Linked DNA regions of Mus musculus: all the other regions are linked to region 2. The links are chromatin contacts, called in public HiCAR-type, HiChIP or PLAC-seq and promoter capture Hi-C maps. All regions are on one chromosome and are shown on one strand. Each heading gives the region's core, a stretch centred on a gene start, on an enhancer-like site or on the middle of the called end of the contact. The rest is flanking DNA. Distances are from core to core; before and after follow the strand shown.

Region 1 (3,648 bases), core at 804-3,303, 2.5 Mb before region 2:
TGCCTCCAGGTTCCTCTCTTGCTTGAGTTCCTGCCCTTACTTTCTTTAATGATAGTCTATGATGTGAAAGTGTAAAACAAATAAACCTTCCCTACTGCAATGCGCTTTGCTTCAGTTTGTTTCATTGCAGCAGAAACCCTAACTAAGACACTAGTGTACTCATTATAAAAACAGTAAGAAACTAGTATGTCATGTTGTGATTCTATGGCGTTTCCCCCCCCAAAGGAATTTATTTATCGATGGAACCAACTTCATCCAGGATTGTGTAAGGGCAGCCCATTTTGTTGGATAAATGATTAAGCCTCAAAAAAGTCTCATTTCTTCACTACCAACACAATGCTATGAATAGCATTGTGAATATGAACAACAGCATGAGACCAATATACTTTCACAACTCCAAAAAATGTTTAAGGGAAGGCACTTGAGAAACTATAGAAAACAAGGCAGCAGCATGCGGAGCTCAAGGCCAGCCTGATCCACATTGCAAGAGTAATTCAAACTCTTACCCACAAGATAAAGTTGTGGATTTCAAGGGCTGTTTCCAAAAAGTGTGACGAAGTAACAATGTATGAACTTTCCATTTATGCAATTCCAAAGACATATAGACTTACCAAGAGAAGAAGACGGATGTTTCTAGGTGAATATGTCACAAAATCTCTTAACAAACAAATAAATATCCTTCAGCCTTTAAAGGAAAAGATAATATAAAATAAACAAGTGAGGCTTACCTCAAATGTTCAAGGCTGATTCAACACTTTATAACATTGATTCATTCATTCATCTTATCCATGCCTGAAAAAGGAAAAAGGGACATTTTAACACATGAAGAACCCCCAGTTTTATAAAAGCAACACTCAGTCCTGTTACAAACTATAAAATAAAACTATAAATAGAAGGGATTTTCTCAAACTCATAAAGTGTCATGTCCCATGATGACTAGAAACTATTCTTTCGCTATGAGAACAAACAAACTTGTATCAGTAAAAAGAGTAGGCACAAATATGTAATTCAGAATGGAAATCCTGGGGATAGATTGAGAGTGAGATCATCAGTCTATTCTGACAACAGTATAAAAGTATAATAATCACAGAGCAATTACTTTCAAGAAATGATGATGGAACGAGAAGCACCCTTATAAAACTGTGAGCCTTGATAATGATATGGCACACGCATTCAGAATGAGTCAACCGCAAATGAGTTTATTGGTGAGATCTCAGAGCAAACAAAGGGTTGATTCATCAAGCATGAACACTTACGAGTTAGGCTTCTCTAAAACAGTTCAAAATTGAGATTCTATAAGAGACAAGTTTCAACCTTGGAGCATACATATTTACAACAAAAGAACATCAGTATAGAGTGATTAAAAACCACAACCAAATAAACAGAAAACTCACTGAAGAAAGGAATTTGAAAAACTAATATAATTATCCAAGTTCCCATTCAGTGGGTGTCAGAAATCTTGTTTTAGATTGATATTCCCAACATTCTTTCTACTATCAGCAAATGACAATGTAGTACCCTCTTTGCCCTTAAAGAGCAAAATGAGAACTATGTAAAAATCTAGTTGGCTCTTAAAGTAAGATTACAGTTTTTTTCTCAAATGTATGTTACTATTTCATGTCTCCAATGTGTGCTTATTTGTCTCAGATGCCCATTCTAATTTTCTTGCTCACTATAGCAGATAAAGCTGGGTTGGAACATGTCTATTCATCTAGTGTTTTTATGGAATCGTTACTTTCTTCTATGAAACAAAACAGAAAAGTTTTTACAACATTTTAAATCACTGTAGTTTTAGGTACAAACTTAAGGCATCTCATTCTGTTTGTAATTGTTTGTATACTAAACCGAGCATCGTCTGCCTTCTGGTGGCCCGTAAGTTGAACAACAGTTTCTTTGAATTCTGCTAGAGGAATTTCAGCATATATGAGTCCCTCTGGTGGCAATGATTAGAACAGCAGCTGTAAGAACTTTTCAAAAAAAAAAAAAAAAAGTTCACTTCTCTTAATCAAGAATGAGAAGCCCAGGTTCCGGCTCCCGCGGCTCTAAGGCGCGCGCTGTCCCTGCCCGGAGGTCCCAGCTTCCGCGTCCCAGACTTGGCCTCCACCCAGCCTGGGCCTCCGCCCCGCTCCCTTCCCAGACGCGTCCCGCCGAGCCCGCGGTCAACCGAGCCGCCAGTGACGCCCGCACAGCCACGGGGACCCGGGCGGGGGGAGCCATGCCGTGCCGGAGGGAAGAGGAAGCCGGCGACGAGGCGGAGGGGGAGGAGGACGACAACAGCTTCCTCCTGCTGCAGCAGTCCGTGACTCTGGGGGGCTCTGCCGACGTGGACCGGCTCATCGCCCAGATCGGCGAGACGCTGCAGCTGGACGCCAGGCACGATGGCCCGGCCTCGCCATGTGCTGCCCCGGGCCCCCCGCCCGCGCCCCCGCGGGTCCTGGCCGCGCTGCCGGCGGACAAGGCCGGGGCCCCAGCGAGGCGGCTGCTACGGAGAGCAGCATCAGCGGAGGCCGGGGACCCTGCGCCCCCGGGGGCTGTGCGCTGCGTGCTGGGGGAGCGCGGGCGCCTGCGGGGCCGGGCGGCGCCCTACTGTGTGGCGGAGATCGCCCCGGGCGCCAGCGCGCTGCCCCAGCAGCTCGGCCTTGAGGTATCCCCGGGGATGGGCAAAGTAAGCATCCCGCAGCCACTGTCCGGCCGGTGCCGGCGGGGTTGGCTCCGGAACGCAGCCGCGTCCCGCCGCCAGCAACAGCGACGCGGATCTCAGTCGGAGACCCGCACGAGTGACGGCGACCCGCCCCGACTCCTGCAGCAGCTCCTTCTTTCGGGAAACCTCATCAAGGAGGCGGTGCGGAGACTTCATTCGCGAGGGCTACAGCTACAGGCAAAGCTTCCCGCTCACTCGTTCCTCGGGCCTTTGTCAGCCCCGGTGCATGAGCCGCCTTTGCCCGGGAGCCCCCGTGCAGCCTGCAGCGACCCTGGCGATTGTGATGGAGGGCACAGCTCAGAACTAGGGACGACCTTCTTGTCCCTGGCAGCTAATAACCCCGGTGGCCACAGCACCAACCTGTAGCAGGGGACCAAGGGATTCACCCAGGACTTCACCCAGCTGGGGCTCGTAGAGGAAAATAAGCTAAGGAAGACAGCCGAAATATCGCAAATATTTCCATGAGTTGAGAGACCCAAACTGTTTGAAACCCACGAGTTAGGTTTGTTTTAAAACATTATATAGGTAGAGCGCACCGCAGGCTGTCAGCAGGACTTCTTTTTTTTTTTTTTTTTTTTTTTTTTTTGGCATAATCCAACCTGGTCGCTACAATTCCGCGCAGACTCTCCGGGCCAAGCAGGCACCACGTGGCCACGGTTCATGCTCTCAGAATCGACTCAGCCAGCTATGGAACGAAGGACAATGATCCCCGTTACTTGCTGTACTTTCCAGGACTGGTTCCTGATCCACTTTGGGGGAGGAGGAAACAGGAATGGACATAATTTCGGGGAGCGCCCCGAAATGCCACACTTGAACATTTTATGACAGTTAAAAGACCATCTCATCTTTTGCGGTGCTGGTTTCAATGTAAAACATGAGGTACCACGAGAGGACCCTCTTGGGGCTGAATAGAAGTAACCGTTATTTGTCTGTCCCCTCTTTTTTCA
Region 2 (3,312 bases), core at 177-2,676:
GGTGATCCCTTGCTGTAATGAGGGTAGAAGGCTTATTGGCTTATTCTGAGTTTTAAGCCAGTTAGTGCAACAAAGGAATTTCCAAGCACACCTGGGGTAGATTAAGAACCAGCCTCAGAAAAGCAACAACAAAATACACACCCTGCAGCGCTGAGCTACACTCCACCATTCCTAGCCCTAGTCTATTGTCTTTTCATTTTTCCATAAGTAGTCTGTCCTTGTGATTTTCATTTGCATTTCCATGGTGACTGACAATAGTATCTAATTGTTTAGTTCTATGTAAATAGATTTCTTCAGCTGTTTTCGAAAGTTCAGGTTTTGGTTACATTTAGAACTGAATGTATCTTCATTGAAGTTGAATTTAGGATGTTTGCGAACTGGATGCTAGCTCAGTGCGGGGGGAAGGGAAGTAGAGAACTTCCAACTTTGTTAGAATACCTCATTAACAGTTCTTGCAGGCCCTCATTAAGCTATGCTAAACCCATGTAAATTTAGCTTCCTTAGTTTTCTCCTTGCCATTTTGTTTTCCTAATCTTCAAATAATTGCATATTGAAGTTACTACCACAATAATACTTTTACTAGGCAGACAGGAAATTAATAGGTCAAAAGTAACTGAAATAAATTCTTATATATGTATCCACAATCTACAAAATGTTTTTGTTTTTGTTTTTAGATATTGTTACAAATTGAACCTGGCCTTGAGTATGCAAAAATACTGCTTTCTTAGAATAAGTTTCCTAAGAGCTGGAATTACTGGATGGCATTTCTATGAGGTCATATATTTGTTAGTAAATAGTGTCTACTTTTCACCCCCCAGGCATAACAACATTTAGGAAGCCCTGTCTCTAAAACCAACAACAACAAAAGAAGCAGATACATAAGTTTCATAACTGAATGTTCTTCCTATTAAAATTTAATCACACCATGATCTGGAGGAAATAGTTTTCTCCCAGTCATATGTTCTAACACAGAGAAAGAAAATACAAGTAATACTACATTAATGTAGAATGTAGAATTAGGAATCAGGATAACTTTTTTTTCTGTACAGAATTTTAAGTATCTGACAATTTGGCTGGGCTTCATGTTTGATTGTGTGTGTGTGTGTGTGTGTGTGTGTGTGTGTGATACACTATGTAACATGATATAGCCTAGAAACCAGTCTTCCTCATATTGGAGATCAAACCTTTTTTCCTCTCCCACATAATAAAAATCTGTGTGATGCTTGCAATCACTTGGGAGCAATTTTTTTAAAAAATTAAATGTATTTAGTAATAGGCAATTATATCCATTATTCCAGATTGACAGTGATTTTTTTTTTTTTAATACACGCTCAAATTTCCGCAGTAGGAATGCTCAAGCATTCCTTTTGGTAGCTGCCTTTTGGCAGGACATTCCGGTCAGAGGGACAGAGACCCCTGCATTGCGGCAAAAATGTGCGCATGTGCAGCCATTGCCTGGGACGCATGCGTAGGGAGCCGCGCGACAAACCTGAGCCATTGCGGCAAGACTAGCGCAGAGAGGAGAGGGAGCCGGAGATGCCAGACGCTTGGTTCTGAGGAGTGATTTGCAACGCAATGGAGCGAGGAAGGTCAGCTGGGCTTGTGGATTCTAGTAGTGAAAGTGCATCCTATTTGACCAAAACATTCTAGATTTGGGCTTATTAAGATTTTTGACAACCCAGATACCTTTATTTTTGAGAATTGGTGAGCAATCCTTTGGAGCCGGCAGACGGACTCCTTGGGTGTGTTAGTGCGGCACCTGCGTGTAACGCGTTGCCTTTATTATGGTGGTCTGAGGTTGTGACTGGGATCCTGGATGCAGGAGCTGTGTTGCCGCAGCGTGGGGGCTCCAGGATGCGGGACCTCTTTTGTCGCGGCCTCTGGACTCCTGGAAGTCAGAGCTGTGTTGCCGCGACTTGTAGGTCCAGAGATTTTGGAACTATTAACTGTGTGGCCTGTGGCCTCCAGAATGCCGGAGCTCTGTTGGTTCTGGGGGTGGGTGTGGATAGAAGTTCTGTTGCCGCTGCAGGAACCTGTAGAGTCCGGGATTTTGTAACTGTTACTGTGCGGCCTGTGGGCTCCAGGATGCAGGAGCTCTGTTGCCGCAGCCTGTGGGCTACGGGGCTGGGTGGACACTCTTGTCCAAGGCTGTGGCTCTGTTGATGCAGCCAGTGGGCTACAGGGCGTGGGAACTCTGCTGCCGCAGTGTCGCAGTCTGTTTTCTCCGCGGTGTGGGGGTGGGGGTGGGGAGGGAGCTCTGTTGCCGCAGCAGCCTATGTGCTACAGGGCATGAGAAATGGGCGGTCGCAGCTTGTGTGGTCTGGGGGATGGGAGCACCTTCAGGGGTCTGGGGAACTGGAGCTGTGTGGCGGTGGCCTGAGGGCTGGGAGCTTGGTTGCCATGGCTTGTGTGTTCAGGGTGGGGGCTACTGGAGTGCTGTTGCCGCGGCCTGCGGGCTATGGGGGTGGTAGCTCCATTGCCACAGCCTGTGAGCCTAGGGTAGAGGGAGCGGTAGCTCTGTCGCCTCTTAGTTCATGTTTGGGGGAGCTCTGCTGTTGTGGCCTTTAGGCTGAGGGTGCGCGCAGGGTGTGGGGGATGGGGGCATTCTGGGAGCTCTGTTGCTGCTTCATGTGGCTTCAAGGATGTCAGAGCTGTGTAGTGGTGGTATGGTAGGGTGGAAGGTGAGCGCTAGTGGGTGATTTTCTCTGAGATCTCTATAACTACTTCTCAAGATCATGTGGTTGTGTGGCAAAAAGATACTTGCAAGTCAGAGAAGTGATTGTGTGTCCAGGTTGGTTGCAGGTGGCCAGAGTGCTTCTGGTTTGGGGCCTTGGAACTCTGACCCATGGATGGAGGTAATTACCGTACAAAGTCTGGTACTGAGGCCGTAGGGTGTCATTTTTAGCCCTGCAGTCCAGTGGCAGTCTGCTTCTGGGTGCTTCCAGGGTGGGGTCTACTGAGGTAGATAAACGGAATGTACCAATATTGGTGGAGGGGGGAGTTGTTGAGAAGAGAACCTGTGTAGAATGGCCAGACCTCACCTTAAGGATTTTTCTTGCAGTCGTCCCTTCTAACTGGGTTGTGTATTTTGTTCTTGTTGTTTCCTTTTGTAGAATTGTTTCCCATTTACAAGATAGGGATGCAAGTCTCAGTGTTCCATTTTCTTGTTGTGTCACTGTCAACCACCCCTCACAGTGGGGGTTAGTGTATGAAGTCTATGCAATACTTGCTTTTACCCACTCATTGAGTAGAGGTAATAAGACAATGTCTTTTATTTTTTCATGGCATCCTGAATTTTATCAAAGTCATCTT
Region 3 (3,212 bases), core at 95-2,594, 2.4 Mb after region 2:
TCTCAGCCTGTAGGGCTACTGATCTCCTCTTTCCACATGTCAGAATATTGACTCTTGTCAGCACATACATAAACCCTGACACTGGAATGCCAATCTTCCAGAGCCCAGGCAAAGCCTCCCTCCAGAGCGCGGGTCAGGGATCCGTCAGCACCTAGGACAGCGCCCGGCGGAGGAAGCCGGGCCTCTAAACAGAGGCTGAGGCTGGGACACCCACCAAAGAAGCCTCTAGACACATACTACAACCACTTGCTCTTCTCTCCTGCGATCCGCAGCTCTTTCCAAATGACAACAAAGGAAATCCTAAGTACCTTTCACCTGGGGATGCAAGCCGCCCCCACACCCAGTCTCTCTTCACAGCGCTCAGCGCCTGTTGCTAAGGGAAGGGAGAAAGCACTCTGGAAGCCTCGCGACCAGGTGACAGCTCTCCTGAAATGCCTGGGTGCATCGGGTAGCGCTGAGGATCCGGACTCTGGGCCAGTCTAGGACCCCGCGACAGGCCCGGCGCCCACGAGCGTGCAGGGAACAGGGCGGGCAGGAGCCCAACGCCAGAGAGCGCGGCTTCCCCTGCGGGCCAGGAAGCCAAGGCCGGTTCGGGCCTCCAGCCCAACAGGGGAGATTTGTATGGGCCCAGGCGGCCGGATAGGGCCTGGGACAGCTTGGGGAAGCGCAGGCACTCACCATGTTGACTTCAGAAACCATGTCGATGCTGGCGATGTCGATGTTCATCCCCACGCAGACTGGGGGACCTGCGGGAAGCGCAGCACACCGTGATCAGCCAGGCTCCAGCAGGGGGTACGGGTGGCTCTGAGGATTGGGGGGTTCGCAAAGGACCACCCACCCCACCCCGCTGCAGCTCCGCGGAGGCCGCCCCCGCCTCCCTCTCCACCCAGACCGCCAACACGGTGGATCGCGCTTCCCGCAGCGGTCGCGCGCATCCCACTTACCCCCGAAGTCGGGTCTCAGGCGAATGTCGTAGCCTTTCAACAGCTTGTCGACCGTCTCCTTCACAAAGGACATGTTCCCGGGGTCGTTTACGCTGAAGGAGGGGCACATGGCACAGAGAACAGGGTCAGGCAGCGGCTCACCCGCCAGCGCCCGGCGCGCACACAGCGCGCCAGCTCGCGCCCGGCCCGCTTCCCGTCAACCCACCAGCGACCCTACCTCTGAGCGCAGCAAACCACCGCCACCAGCACCGGGGCCGAGAAGATGCCGAAAAGCCTTCCTCCCGCAAAGCCCCACATCCCTTCGCCGCGCCCCGGCACGGGGGAGGGGGCGCCCCGCCGCCGTCGCGACCCGCAGCCGGGGCTGCTGCTGCTGCTGCCGCCACCGCCGCCGCGCTGGCCCGGAGCGGAGGAGGCGGAGGGGGAGGGGGAGGAGAGCAGGGGGGAGGAGCGGGCCGGGAGGGAGGAGCCCTGGCGCGGGTGCGCTGGGCGGGCGGAGGCGGGGGCGGAGCCGGACAAGAACAGCACCCGCCCCCTATGGGTCCGCGGTCGCTCCGGGGCGCCGGCGCCCTCCCAAGCCGCGGCAGCGGCCGCACCGGACTCCCGGGGAAGGGCTTGCGTGCGGCCGCAGATCCGCGCTGGACACTGCGGGCGAGGGCCACGACTGCGTGGCGCCTTGCAGGGCGGGGGATGGGCCACGGAGCCAAGTCCTCAGAGCTTGCAACGGCCGGGCGAAGGATGGGGCCCGGAGTGCAACGCACCGGCACCAGGGACATAGGAAGTGCTCCACATCCCTCGCCCTATCCCACCCTCCACCTTCAACCCCCGCCCTGCTCAGCGGGAGAGCCAGTGGGCTTCACACCGAGCCTTGGCGCTCTGCCTGGTCCGGATCCAAGCTGCAGAGCTCTGAGGTAGCCTCATCCTCACCTGCTGGGCTCAGATCCTCGCGTCCCCAGGGTCCAGGAAAGCCAGATTGGCAGCAGCAGGGCCTGGAGCCCGGAGCACATGGCGCTGCTCCTCTAGCCTAACCTGAGTGGGAACTGCTCCACTCTACCGTCACTGAGCTAGGAACCAACGGCGACGTGGGGATCCCCGCCTCCCCCTACCCCGCCCCTACCCCCACCCGCGGGCTTTCCCGCCTGACCCATCTTCCAGCCCTTTGCATGGCGGCAAGATTATCTATTTATCAAATATGACTATGAAAAGCAGTCTCCTTAAGCTGTGCCTCTCCTGCAAAACCAAGTGAGTGCCGAATCCTTCCTGCTCACATAAACGCATTCATAATGAACCGCAAAGAGAAATCTTGTCGAAAAACTGCAATTCAAGCCACACTTAAGAGACCCTAGCTTGTCATTATGAAGATGAGAAATAATGTGCCTTTTCTGGTGCAGACCAGATACATCCACCCTTATTTGAAGGTAAATATCTTTGTTTTCCTTGTGACAGGACTCCATTCTTTAGTAGTCATTAGAAAACTGCTGGAATATTGGTCAAAAACAAGCACCAGTTGGTACACACTCTGATTTTATATCGCCACTGTTCACTCGCTAGTGCACATTCCACCTGTACATCACTAGAGTACACCCACTGGTGCTTGCCCCACCCGTGTGTCACTATTGTACACCTAAGGAGTGCCTACTCTCCTGTAGACACGGGTTGCCTGTTTTTCTATAGTTAAACCATGCGTCAAACAGGGAGCCCCACAAATCAGGTCTGTTTCTAATTTCTTTAGTTTAGGCGTCCAGGATGCGGTGAGTGCATAGTAATATATGACTATTTTCCAGTATTGGCTCGGTTTTTTTCTCCTATATCTTTTTTTTTTCTGTTACCAGATTAATGTAGGTAAATATCTAAATCTAGACTTTTATTCTCAAGCTGGCATTTTTTATGTGTGCATTAATTTTAAATATCTCTGCTTTTCTGAAAATCAGCAGTTTTATTTATAGAACTGTAGATGTGACTGCATTACCTGGAAGGTTCAGAGATAAATATAGCTCCCTAATTATTTTCTGGAAAAGTCTATTCATAAGTGCTTTGTATTCTGTGTCCTGATAGTGTGCACTAGAACTGTCTGCAAAGTGGCACCTTCATCGAGACACACATTTTTGGTTAACCAGTCTCCTGTTTGCATGTACTAACTTTAGGGATATATCCTGCTGGGAACCATCACTATGAAAAATAAATAATGATCAGAAGAGCACATGTGAACCAGCTAACGCCATTGCAGGGCCTTGTCTTCCTCCCTACTGGTTTAAATGTTCTATAGCTGGC
Region 4 (3,427 bases), core at 88-2,587, 2.4 Mb before region 2:
AGTTCTTTTGAAGTATGTGATGCTGGAGATCTGAGCCTTTTATTATTTTCCTTCATAAGTTACACAAGAAAAATTTTGCCTATTCTATTGTTCTTATTTCATGTTTACTTTGACTTCATCCCCCCTTATCTATATTGTTTGATTATGTTCCTCTTATCTTGTTTTATCGTTGTTGGATTTATTTAGTTGAGACTTATATTTTGAGTTGGATGATTATATCATATGCTTTCAGAGTTTTTTAACCTTAGGTTGTGAGACTCCTTCCAATAAAATTATTTTTCTGAGCATAATTTCATTTTTTTAAATAGTAAATAAAATATTTGAAGCATTGCTAATTCAAGTTAGTGGGTGAGGAAAGGAAGAAAGCATGATTATTACTAAAAATAAAAACCCACGTAAAACTATACTATAAAATTTAGTATGCCACTGTAGTAAGTACATGTAGCAGTGTAGAACTACATATAAAATTATTAGCCCAATAGTATATATCTGCAAAATGAAAAGAAAAAGAAAAAGAACTGGCTCAGTGCAGAAATGGAAATGAGACACTTTGGGGTGCAAAGAGGAGCTGGTATTATGAAAAGCTCTGTAGAGCAGAATGGGATGAAAAGGAAGGCAGGGAACAAAGGGTCTCCGAATCCAACCAACAGAGAAAAGTTAAAGCCTGGGTCATTCTCAGACCTTGCCTTATTAAGTCTTCATCAGGGTTGGGCAAAGTCCAGGCTTCTACATTGTTGGGGGTCCGGGAGAATGTAACAAAGGCAGGAAAGTGAAAGGCTCTGAGTAGCCTCGGGGCAGGGGATTCCCTCCTAATTAAAGTGCACGCAAATTAACCCTTCAAGGGAAAAAAAGACCCAAAGAATCCTGTCAGATCTACAAGCATTGAAGGAGAAACGCTTTGGCAGGGACACTGTCCGATCTTAAAAATTAGTAGCCTATAAACAAACGACAGAAGAAACTGAAAAATAATTTTTAATGTGAGTGAAATGTTTTATGTTCAAGCAGCAGACGGTAAAGGCAATGTGTGTAGCGTTTTCTTAACACACACACACAAATAAACTGCAATGTATACAACTGAAACCTGGAGAGTTTAAAACATCAACCTTGAGGGGAAACACTGTGGAAACGGGGATTGGGGGGTTCAGAGTCGCACTTAGAAAGCCGGCAGAAGCCCATCCCAGTGTCTCAAGCAGAAACAGGCACGCGAAAAACATGGCGGAAGCAACTTCCGGTGAAGCCCTAGGAATGGTGTTACAACCGGAAGTGTCCGCCTGCCTGTAAACAGGTAGGAACTAAAGTTTCCAGGGAACGGGGAGCAGGTGGGAAGACAAAAATCGATGCACTTCGCTCCGAGAAGAAGCTGGTCGAGCCATCTCCAGCTCCGCAATTCAAGCACAAAAAAGATATAATATTCGGGTTTTTGGACAGTGTTAGAGGCACGCTGTAAGATGGAAGAGTCTACAGCTCCCATTGAGGCCCACGCGGCCGCCGGCGCCGAGGCAGGTGCTGAAGGGGGGGAGGGTGTGTCTGTTCCCCCCCCTCCTCAGTTTGAGGCTGCTGGAGCTTCTGCGGGAGTCAGCTCGGCCCCTCTGCAGCAGGCATCGGGTCTGGCACCGCTCCTGGTGACTCCAGGCCCAGCGATCCGGCGCGCGGCGAGTTTGAGGCCAGCGCCAGCCGAAGGGGGCGGGGCCCGGTCTGGTCCGGAGCGCAACAGTGGCAGCTGGACGAAGCAAATCCTCTGCAGGTATTATCTGCATGGGCAGTGCAAGGAGGGCGATAACTGTCGCTACTCTCACGACCTTTCTGGGCGGCGGAGATCTAGGGGGGGGCAAGATGCTCAGCCTCGGGCCTCTGCAGACAGAGGACCCAAGATGGCCACTCGCTGGGAGCCCCCGACTCAGGAAGTGGCGGAAGCCCCCCCTGCTGCATCCTCAAGCTCCTTGCCTCTGATTGGCTCGGCTGCTGAAAGGGGCTTCACTGAAGCTGAGATTGACAATGCAGGCATTCGCTCAGCTGCTGAAAGGGGCTTCTCTGAAGCCGAGATTGACAATGCAAGCCTTGCAGCAGGTGCTGCAGCGGGAGCGGGTGCAGAAGGCTGGGAGGGGGCAATTGAATTTGTTCCTGGACAGCCTTACCGAGGTCGCATGGTCCCCCCGCATGGTCCCGAGGCTCCTCTGCAGAGCCCGGCAATTGAGAGAGAGCATATGGCTATGGGCATGGGGATGCCGATGCCAGTGCCAATGCCAATGCCAGTGCCAATGCCAGTGCCAATGCCGCTGCCGCTTTGCCGCTATGCTGCCCGGGGACAATGCCTCCGTGGGGACAGGTGTGCATACCCCCATGGAGAAATATGCGACATGTGCGGGCAGCAGGCCTTGCACCCTTGGGATGCAGCTCAGCAGGAAGCTCATAGAAGGGCCTGCGTTGAAGCACACGAGAGAGATATGGAACTCTCTTTTGCTGTGCAGCGCAGCATGGACAAAGTGTGTGGCATCTGCATGGAGGTGGTCTATGAGAAAGCTGACCCCAGCGACCGCCGCTTTGGCATTCTTTTCAGCTGCAACCACACCTACTGTCTTAGGTGTATCCGCAGGTGGAGAAGTGCCACACAGTTTGAGAACAGGATCAGTAAGTCCTGCCCACAGTGCAGGGTCTCCTCTGGCTTTGTCATTCCTAGTGAGTTTTGGGTGGAGGAGGAAGAGGAGAAGGAGAAACTTGTTCAGCAGTATAAGGAGGGGATGAGCCAGAAAGCGTGCAGGTATTTTGCTGGAGGCCTAGGTCACTGCCCATTTGGAGAATTCTGTTTTTACAAGCATGAATACCCCGAGGGCTGGAGAGATCAGCCTCCAAGACCAGATGGTGGTGGATCATCAAGCGCATACTGGCATCAAGTTTTGGAGCCTGTGCAGTTGCGAGAGGGAAACGTGCTGTTTAAAAGCCGTAAAAAAGAGCATTCTGTGCTTCGCCTGGCCAATCAGTTGCTTAAGAAGTTGCTTTGCCTGAGAGGCAGTTCTTCCTTCTCTGATGACCGTTGGCTCTTGCTTCAGTACCAGCTGGAAGAATATTTCAGTTTGAATCTGTAGTATCACGCTGTGGCATGTGGTCTGGTCTGCTAAAGCTCTGTTGTCTGCTGTTGCTTATTCCCCTTTATTGACTGAAAAACCCTATCGCTTTCAAAGGCTACTGAGGCAATCTTTATGCAGTATTGCTGTTTTCTTCTCTATTTCCTATTTCTTCTTGCTAGGATTGTGATGTTTCTCTGTGTTACAAAATAACAAGAAATCTTATAAGTATTGTTTGGTGGAATTAATATTTCTGTCAACTGATGACTTGTGATGTCTTTTTTCCAACAGGATTCAATCACTTCTAGTCTAGTGTTTACAGTTTCTCATTGTGAAGTCCCTTAAGAGTAAATGTGACAAGGTGA
Region 5 (3,279 bases), core at 331-2,830, 2.4 Mb before region 2:
CCAGGCTATTGTGGGGGCCTGCCAGGTCACCTGTGTAGCCTGCCATGTCAAAGGCGTTGCTGGCCACCCCTGGGGGGTCACCTGCCAGTTGGGTGTGGTGGCTTGCCAGCCTGGGGGTGTGGCCAGCTGTACCTGGGGGGCTTGTGGTACAGAGGGAACCTGTGGAGGAGCCCTTATGACTTGAGACTGGATTTGTAGGATCAAAGGCTGACCCTGTGGGGCCCAAGTGGCCAGAGGCTGCCCAGGGGGCAGCACTGTCTGAGCCATTGGTGCTCCTGATACTGGAGTCTGAATGATTGGACCTCTGGCACCTGGAGGATGGATCATCACGACACCAGGACCTGGAGGCTTGGCCATCGGAGTAATCGAAGGTGCAGGCTGGGTCATCAAGGCAGCCTGTGGAGGTGGCTGGACCATCGGAGCTCCCGGAGCAGGCGGCTGGACCATCAGGACTCCCGGTGTCAGCTGCTGGGCCATCAGGACTCCTGGAGTTGGCTGCTGGGCTATCGGTGTCCCCGTAATGGGAACATGCGGCATTGGAGTTCCATGTGGTCCCCCATGGACCATCGGGGCTCCATGAGTGAGAGGATGCACCATCGGGTTCCCCGGTGGAGGATGGGTCATAGGGTTCCCAGGAGGAGGATGGTGACCCATCGGAGTCCCAGGAGGAGGTGGGTGGGTCATTGGGGTCCCAGGAGGAGGAGGAGGAGGAGGGGGAGGAGGAGGAGGAGGAGGGTGCGCCATCGAGGTCCCGGGAGGGTGTGTCATCGGGGTTCCTGGGGGAGGAGGATGAGCCAAAGGGGCCCCCGTGACAGAAGGATGTAGCATCAGGACTCCCGGAGTTGAAGACTGGGCCATGGGGGCTCCCGGAGGGGGCTGATGGACCATCAAGACTCCAGGAGTTGGAGGCTTGGCCATCCCCCCTCCGAGCGGTGGAGCCTGGACCATTGGGGCCCCTAGACCAGGAGGCTGGGCCAGCTGAGCCACTGGGGCAGGCAGCTGGCCCTCCGGAGCCTCCCAGGCAGGTTGAGGAGCCTGCCAAGCAGCCATGGGAGCCTGCAAGTCCACTGGAGGTGGATCCCAGGGGACAGGAGGAGCCCGGGAGGAAGCAGGCGGAGCCCGCATCAGAACCGTAGGGCGGCTATGGACTGCAGGCACTGGGGACTCCGGAGGGCTGGAATCCCCCAGATTCGTACTTAGCTGCGACATGTCCCTTGCTTGACTGGTGGTGGCCCGTCTCCGGTTGCTGCGCTTTTTCTTCCAGTGCTGAGCATGCCGACGTGGCTGTCCAGGATCCCCCTCCAGCTTGAAGGCTGAATAGGAAGCCGGTGCAGACTGGCGTGTTCCGCGGTTCTCTCCGCAGCTCTCAGCGAGCGCAGCTGGGCTCTCTCAGCAGCTCTCAGCAAGCACTACCTGGCTGGCACCGCAACTCTCAGCGAGCGCTGCCTGGCTAGCACCGCAGCTTTCAGCCAAGTGCTACTGCCTGGCTTGCTCCGCCACGCAGCTCACAGCTCTCAGCTCACAGCTCGCAGCGCAGCTCACACAGAGTGTCGGCTGGCTCTGCAGCTCTCCGCAGTAAGAAGGAGGGGGGAGGGGGCTCAATCCCGCCCCTTCCCCGCCCCCGACCACCACAAGTGGATTGTTCAGAGGGGCGTCTACCAAAGTCCCGACTGACTCAATATCCCTTCTCCTGCGGTATAGATCCTCAACTAAGCTAGTTCATACTCTTTAAGCAAGAGTTTATATAGGCAAGTGATAGGGACAGATTTACGGTTCAAAAAAAATCACTGTGCTGCATTATGAAGTGGGAATAAACCACTAGCAACATGGAACATGTCCAAAGGTGGGGGTAGTGGTGTGGTCTGAGCTCAGAAACGAAGTACATTGACGTAAGAGGGACTGGGGAGCTATTCGAGACAGCTATTACAATTTAACGAAGGTGTAGAAAAAAATGACTGTATTCAGGTATCTGTCTCGGGTGTGTGAATTTCCTGGAGTAGTTTATTCTGTCAAGTAACTGAAGGGCAGGAAGCACATGCAGGGTAAGGGGAGTTGATGAATATTTGCTAGGACATGAGTCAGTCAACCCAGGGATAACATAGGTGGTCTATTATAACTGTATTCATTACGAGGATCCGAGAATCAAGTTTGCCCATTCTTTATCAAAACATAGTAGTAGTAGTGGATACAATTGTTTAAAAGTGTGTTCAGAGGGGGGAAAATCTAAACTCATCTAGAAGAATACTGACTACATCGTAGAATCGGGTAGAGAAAAGACGAGCCAATTAGAGAGGAAAGAAAAGGAACCTTGGAAGTAAATTAACAGAAATTCACGGAGGCAGAAGTTTAAACGCGGGAAAATCAACTTCTAAAGTGGGTGAGATGAGACAATAGAGTGTGAAAGACATCCTGAAAATAACAATAATTAAAAAATGAAGCAATGTGCTGGAAATTAGTTCTAGAAAAATGGAGAGTATAAGAAAAGTTTTCTGGAAAATCAGCTAAAAAATGGACATATACCATGTTAACAAATAAAGAGGTACCCATCAAAATTACTGCATATTGGTATTCTTTCTCCCCAAAATTAAGTGGCAATCTCAGTTTAGGTCAAGTTTAGTGGTTTATAGACGGTAACTAGCATTATGATTCCTTTACAAGGAGTGGTTTGCAGCCTAGGGCAGTCGTCCAAGGTGAGGAAAGAAACCACTAGGGGGCAGAAGAGAATGTTGAAGGCTGTACCCAACTCTTAACATACCTTCAGCACATGCTCCTAAATAGTTTTGTTGTTGTTGTTCGTTTTTAACTGGTGGGCCATAAAGAAGAAATATGCCCCAGGATGACTGACCGTTTGTTAAATAATTATGGCAGAATTTGGGGCTCATATTTCAGAGACCATCCAGTCTTTGAAAGCATGTTACACCAGAGATTCATGACAATCTCTCACTTCTATGTACATGCAAAACAAGGTTGCCTTCTAAGCAGAAATGACTTTCCATAGAATGAACACTTCAATGTTGTCATGATTTTCAGTTTTATTCTTCACCTCAGGTTCATAGCCCCGATCTCTACAAGAATTGTGAAATCGGGGGAATACAATCCTTTGGGAAGAACCTAGAATAAACACAGAACCCCTTTGCTCTCTTTTATGAGATATGCCACATGGCCATTTCTAACTGTGGGTGGTTTGAGGAAAACAGGCTCGTTTTCCTCATATGTTAACTCACATAAATGAAGACATCAGATTAAGTTTTCCCACTAACCATTTCTTTTCTAGAATGG
Region 6 (3,225 bases), core at 594-3,093, 2.3 Mb before region 2:
TTATGTGACAAATTGATTAAAGCACTGCAAGTTTCTTCTGAGTGGTCGTGTGGTCTCCCACTGTGTTAGGACACCGTGTTTGCTTATGCTGCACACAGGGAGAATCTTTCTCATCCCCACCCATTCCCACTCCCCCTTTCATCAAAAATAAATGCCTCCTCCCCCCCCCCAAGAAATTATTTCACAGTATCTTTAATGCTCATTTTAACGTTTATTTATGGTGGGGTTGCATACATGTTTTGTAAAGGGTGCTAAGTGCCTACACTGAGAACAGTCCAGTTCAAATCAGTCCATTCCACATGGATGCTTCCTGTGCCAGTTGAAGTCATATGGAGAAAGGCCTTGACCTTTCTCTTGCTCAGGTCTGCGTTGCTGTTAAGTCCTGCTAACTCTCCAGGGCCTTCTTTGTCGATACAGATCATCAGTCCCATACAAAGAACAAGATACAGAACACCTCAATGTATTTCACAAGTTTAGCACAGCACATCTCTTGTACAAAAATGCACGAAAGCACAAAAGTGAAAGTACCAAATACTTATCACACATGCATCAATCTTAAACACTACACGAGTACACAAATGAATAGCATTACAAGGTACAAAAGCACTGTATGGAAAACTTAAAAATTATACATGAAATACTGCACTGTGGATTTGGGATACTCTAATGACTCAACCCCACCCTTACACAGCCCTAGTATGGGTCAGAAACTATCAGTGTGCCCCTGGACCTTTTTAGTCCTCAGAGACACTGCTGCGGGGGGCCTGGGCAGCAAGATTAGCCTCCCGCAGAGCTCTGGCCTGCTCCAGAGCCTCCCTGTATCGGGAAGGCCACGCCTGGGGATCTTTCTTGAAGACTCTGGCCAGGAACTCCATGATCTGCATCTTGGTGATTTCACGGTTAGCTCTGGACCCCCAGAAGAACTCGTACTCGGGAGGCTCGATGTGGGGCACACGCTGGTACTTCAGGTAATTCTGCTGGACGAACTCCTCGGTGATTATCTTCCTCACGTCTCCGAAGGTGGAGTGCTTCTTCCAGGGCCTCAGCCCCAGGATGCGCAGCACATTCCAGACCGCACCCTCTCTGGCCCCGCGGCCCTTCACATAGATGAGGCTCAGGATCATGAGCAGGAGGCCTGTCATGGGCATACGGTTGTTGAGCGCCACCCTGTCTAGCTCCTCTGGGCTGAGGGCTTTGACCAGGGCAAACTCCATGGTGTGGAGATTGGTCAGCCTCAGGTGCAGCCCGAACACTCTGGCGAGGATGACGCTGGTGCGCCTGAGGATGCTTCTGCACCATTTCTTGTAGCTGCCCATGACCTCTTTCACCATGTCTGGAAACCAGAGGACCATCCTCTTCTGGTCCTTCACCAACACGTACCACATGAGCTCGTGCGCCTTCTGCACCAGCTGGGCAGGGGCTGGCGGTGCTGGGATCGGCCGGGCTGGACTCTGGGGCTGGTGGGCGCGGCCCTCCTCTGCGGCCTGCTGCAGGATTTTAGGGTCAACATCTTCTATCCGTTCTTCGGGCGGTGGCGAGGCCTGTTGGGCTGCCATAGGGCCTTCGGGAGCGCACGGTGGCCCTGCGAGGTTAGCGGCCAGAGAAGCGGGAGGAGGGATCCCCACCGGAACGGCATCGCTGTCCTGCATCTCACAGTCGGGGACCTCGGCTGCAAAGTTAGGGTCGCTCAGGTCCTTACTTTGTTCCGACATGTCTGCGCCTTCGGATCAGAGCAGGACCGATGCGGCTTGGAGCTCTTGGAGCGGGCACTCCCTCGGTGGAGACCAGCAGAGGAAGTGCGCTTTACTGAGCACTGCGCCTTCCGCAGCAGCGGGCGGGCGGGGCTGATGCGATATTGCGCATGCGTGTTGGGAAGCCAGAAGGGTGGTAGGGCTGGAAAGGAGCGAAGCAGCAAAGCCCAACCACTGGGGTCTAAGGGAGGGTACCACTAGGCTTATGTAAAAGATTTCCTGGTCTCCTGTATGGCACAGAACTAGATGATGGTAGGGAAAGAAACAAGTTGAAGGAGAAAGATGTAGCTGAGATGGTGAAGTTAAGTTCGGACACACTGAGTTTGTGCAAAATCAAATTAAATGTGAAGGTCCTGGAGAAAGACTTAATTCTTGATTTTGGTTTTTCTACAAAAGAATAAGAGAAACAGAAATGACTTTTTTTTCTTTTTTCTTTTGGAAAGCTGTACCTTATGATGATGATGAGTTGTTTAAGATTGGAATATTGAGAAATTATTAATAGAGATAAATTCTTACATATCTGAATGCAGATCAAACAAGGAAGAATGTAAAGTGTAGTTACAGACACTGGAGATAAATCCATGTGAGATTTGAATGTTCTAGAAGTAGTAGATTCATATAGCATAATTGATGGGAGTTTAAAATTTTAATTAAAATGAGACTTGGTTCAGTGGTTAAGAGCTTTTGCAGTTCAAGCATGAGAACCAGAATTTAAATCCCCCAGGCCCCACATGAAAATGAGGGATATATAAAATATATATATATGCATTCATTCATCATTGGATGCTCAGTTTGTTGGTTTTGAATTATTTTAATAACTATAGATTTGGGCTCTCCATTTCTATTAGGTCACTTTGTTTTCATCTAAAGCTTCCGTTAAGATTCTAGTGGAAAATGATCAACATATTTATTAATACACATTTTATGACAGTGTATTTTTCATATTTTCCCACTACCTTTTTGCCCTGCTCACTGCATCTTCTGCGTTTATAAGAAATCTTCTACTTCTTAAATTATGTCATTCACAAATGACTAATTCCATGTTGGGAGCACATCCAAATCTTTCCCAATATATTTTAAATGCAGCTCTTTTCGATACCTAACAGTCTCTCATGAATAAGATGCAACATATTGGTGTCCAAAAATAAAAAGGTAGATCGAGAGGTCATCTAAAGCTGATATTTCCTCAAACTCTCCTTTATACAATGACCATTGTTGAAGCTTCCAAAGCCAGAAGTCCTTAGATTTGATCATCTTTCTTGTTCTGAAATAATGGAATTCCTTAGCCCTTCTCATCACTTAAAGCGGACAGATTTAAGATATCATGTTGGCATTCCTAGGTTCTAAAATATGTTTGTTTAGATATAACAGCTATCTTTTACCCAGAATAGTTATGGCAAGAAGCGATTCAGAGTTTTCCAGATTTGAGAATATTTGCACATGTACAATAACTTGTTTTAAACTCCAGCCTAGA

The links. Promoter capture Hi-C pulls out the DNA fragments that hold promoters and counts their contacts. HiCAR-type assays count read pairs that join an accessible place to other places. HiChIP or PLAC-seq counts read pairs in DNA pulled down with a chosen protein or histone mark.
Region 1: a HiCAR-type map of astrocytes shows a contact between it and region 2, with 7 times the contacts expected there. The contact joins the promoter of Peg12 here to the promoter of Snurf in region 2. A contact is called at or near these places in 1 of 39 promoter capture datasets (cranial neural crest), 1 of 484 Hi-C or Micro-C datasets (embryonic stem cells) and 2 of 115 datasets of contacts at active chromatin or transcription factors (astrocytes and embryonic stem cells).
Region 3: a contact with region 2 is called in an H3K27ac HiChIP or PLAC-seq map of embryonic stem cells, with 4 times the contacts expected there. The contact joins the promoter of Gabrb3 here to the promoter of Snurf in region 2. A contact is called at or near these places in 1 of 115 datasets of contacts at active chromatin or transcription factors (embryonic stem cells) and 1 of 9 other capture datasets (liver).
Region 4: a HiCAR-type map of astrocytes shows a contact between it and region 2, with 15 times the contacts expected there. The contact joins the promoter of Mkrn3 here to the promoter of Snurf in region 2. A contact is called at or near these places in 1 of 39 promoter capture datasets (embryonic stem cells), 1 of 15 datasets of contacts at CTCF or cohesin (stem cell-derived epiblast-like cells), 4 of 484 Hi-C or Micro-C datasets (differentiating embryonic stem cells and embryonic stem cells) and 9 of 115 datasets of contacts at active chromatin or transcription factors (astrocytes, embryonic forebrain, embryonic stem cells and 2 more).
Region 5: an H3K27ac HiChIP or PLAC-seq map of embryonic stem cells shows a contact between it and region 2, with 34 times the contacts expected there. The contact joins the promoter of Magel2 here to the promoter of Snurf in region 2. A contact is called at or near these places in 3 of 39 promoter capture datasets (cranial neural crest and embryonic stem cells), 1 of 15 datasets of contacts at CTCF or cohesin (stem cell-derived epiblast-like cells), 10 of 484 Hi-C or Micro-C datasets (cerebellum, embryonic stem cells and reprogramming fibroblasts), 9 of 115 datasets of contacts at active chromatin or transcription factors (embryonic stem cells, stem cell-derived epiblast-like cells, stem cell-derived neural progenitor cells and 1 more) and 1 of 9 other capture datasets (embryonic stem cells).
Region 6: a promoter capture Hi-C map of embryonic stem cells shows a contact between it and region 2, with 9 times the contacts expected there. The contact joins the promoter of Ndn here to the promoter of Snurf in region 2. A contact is called at or near these places in 2 of 39 promoter capture datasets (cranial neural crest and embryonic stem cells) and 4 of 115 datasets of contacts at active chromatin or transcription factors (embryonic stem cells and stem cell-derived neural progenitor cells).

The regions. Positions count from the first base shown.
Region 1 is chr7:62,462,915-62,466,562 of GRCm38.p6, reverse strand. Peg12 (paternally expressed 12) reads left to right here and starts at 2,053. Exons shown (of 1, transcript NM_013788.2): 1 at 2,053-3,648. The coding sequence starts at 2,216. The coding sequence ends at 3,067.
Region 2 is chr7:60,003,313-60,006,624 of GRCm38.p6, reverse strand. It overlaps Snurf (SNRPN upstream reading frame), which reads left to right and starts at 1,426. Exons shown (of 10, transcript NM_033174.4): 1 at 1,426-1,589. The coding sequence starts at 1,576. It overlaps Snrpn (small nuclear ribonucleoprotein N), which reads left to right and starts at 1,426. Exons shown (of 10, transcript NM_013670.4): 1 at 1,426-1,589. All of the region lies in intron 6 of Snhg14 (small nucleolar RNA host gene 14), which reads left to right.
Region 3 is chr7:57,589,305-57,592,516 of GRCm38.p6, reverse strand. Gabrb3 (gamma-aminobutyric acid (GABA) A receptor, subunit beta 3) reads right to left here and starts at 1,344. Exons shown (of 9, transcript NM_008071.3): 1 at 1,162-1,344; 2 at 945-1,036; 3 at 679-746. The coding sequence starts at 1,241. It also overlaps a transcript of Gabra5 not described here.
Region 4 is chr7:62,418,063-62,421,489 of GRCm38.p6, reverse strand. Mkrn3 (makorin, ring finger protein, 3) reads left to right here and starts at 1,337. Exons shown (of 1, transcript NM_011746.3): 1 at 1,337-3,427. The coding sequence starts at 1,449. The coding sequence ends at 3,083. All of the region lies in intron 1 of Gm32061 (predicted gene, 32061), which reads left to right.
Region 5 is chr7:62,375,280-62,378,558 of GRCm38.p6, reverse strand. Magel2 (melanoma antigen, family L, 2) reads right to left here and starts at 1,580. Exons shown (of 1, transcript NM_013779.2): 1 at 1-1,580. The coding sequence starts at 1,209. The region is part of intron 1 of Gm32061 (predicted gene, 32061); the gene reads left to right.
Region 6 is chr7:62,346,895-62,350,119 of GRCm38.p6, reverse strand. Ndn (necdin) reads right to left here and starts at 1,843. Exons shown (of 1, transcript NM_010882.3): 1 at 192-1,843. The coding sequence starts at 1,712. The coding sequence ends at 735. All of the region lies in intron 1 of Gm32061 (predicted gene, 32061), which reads left to right.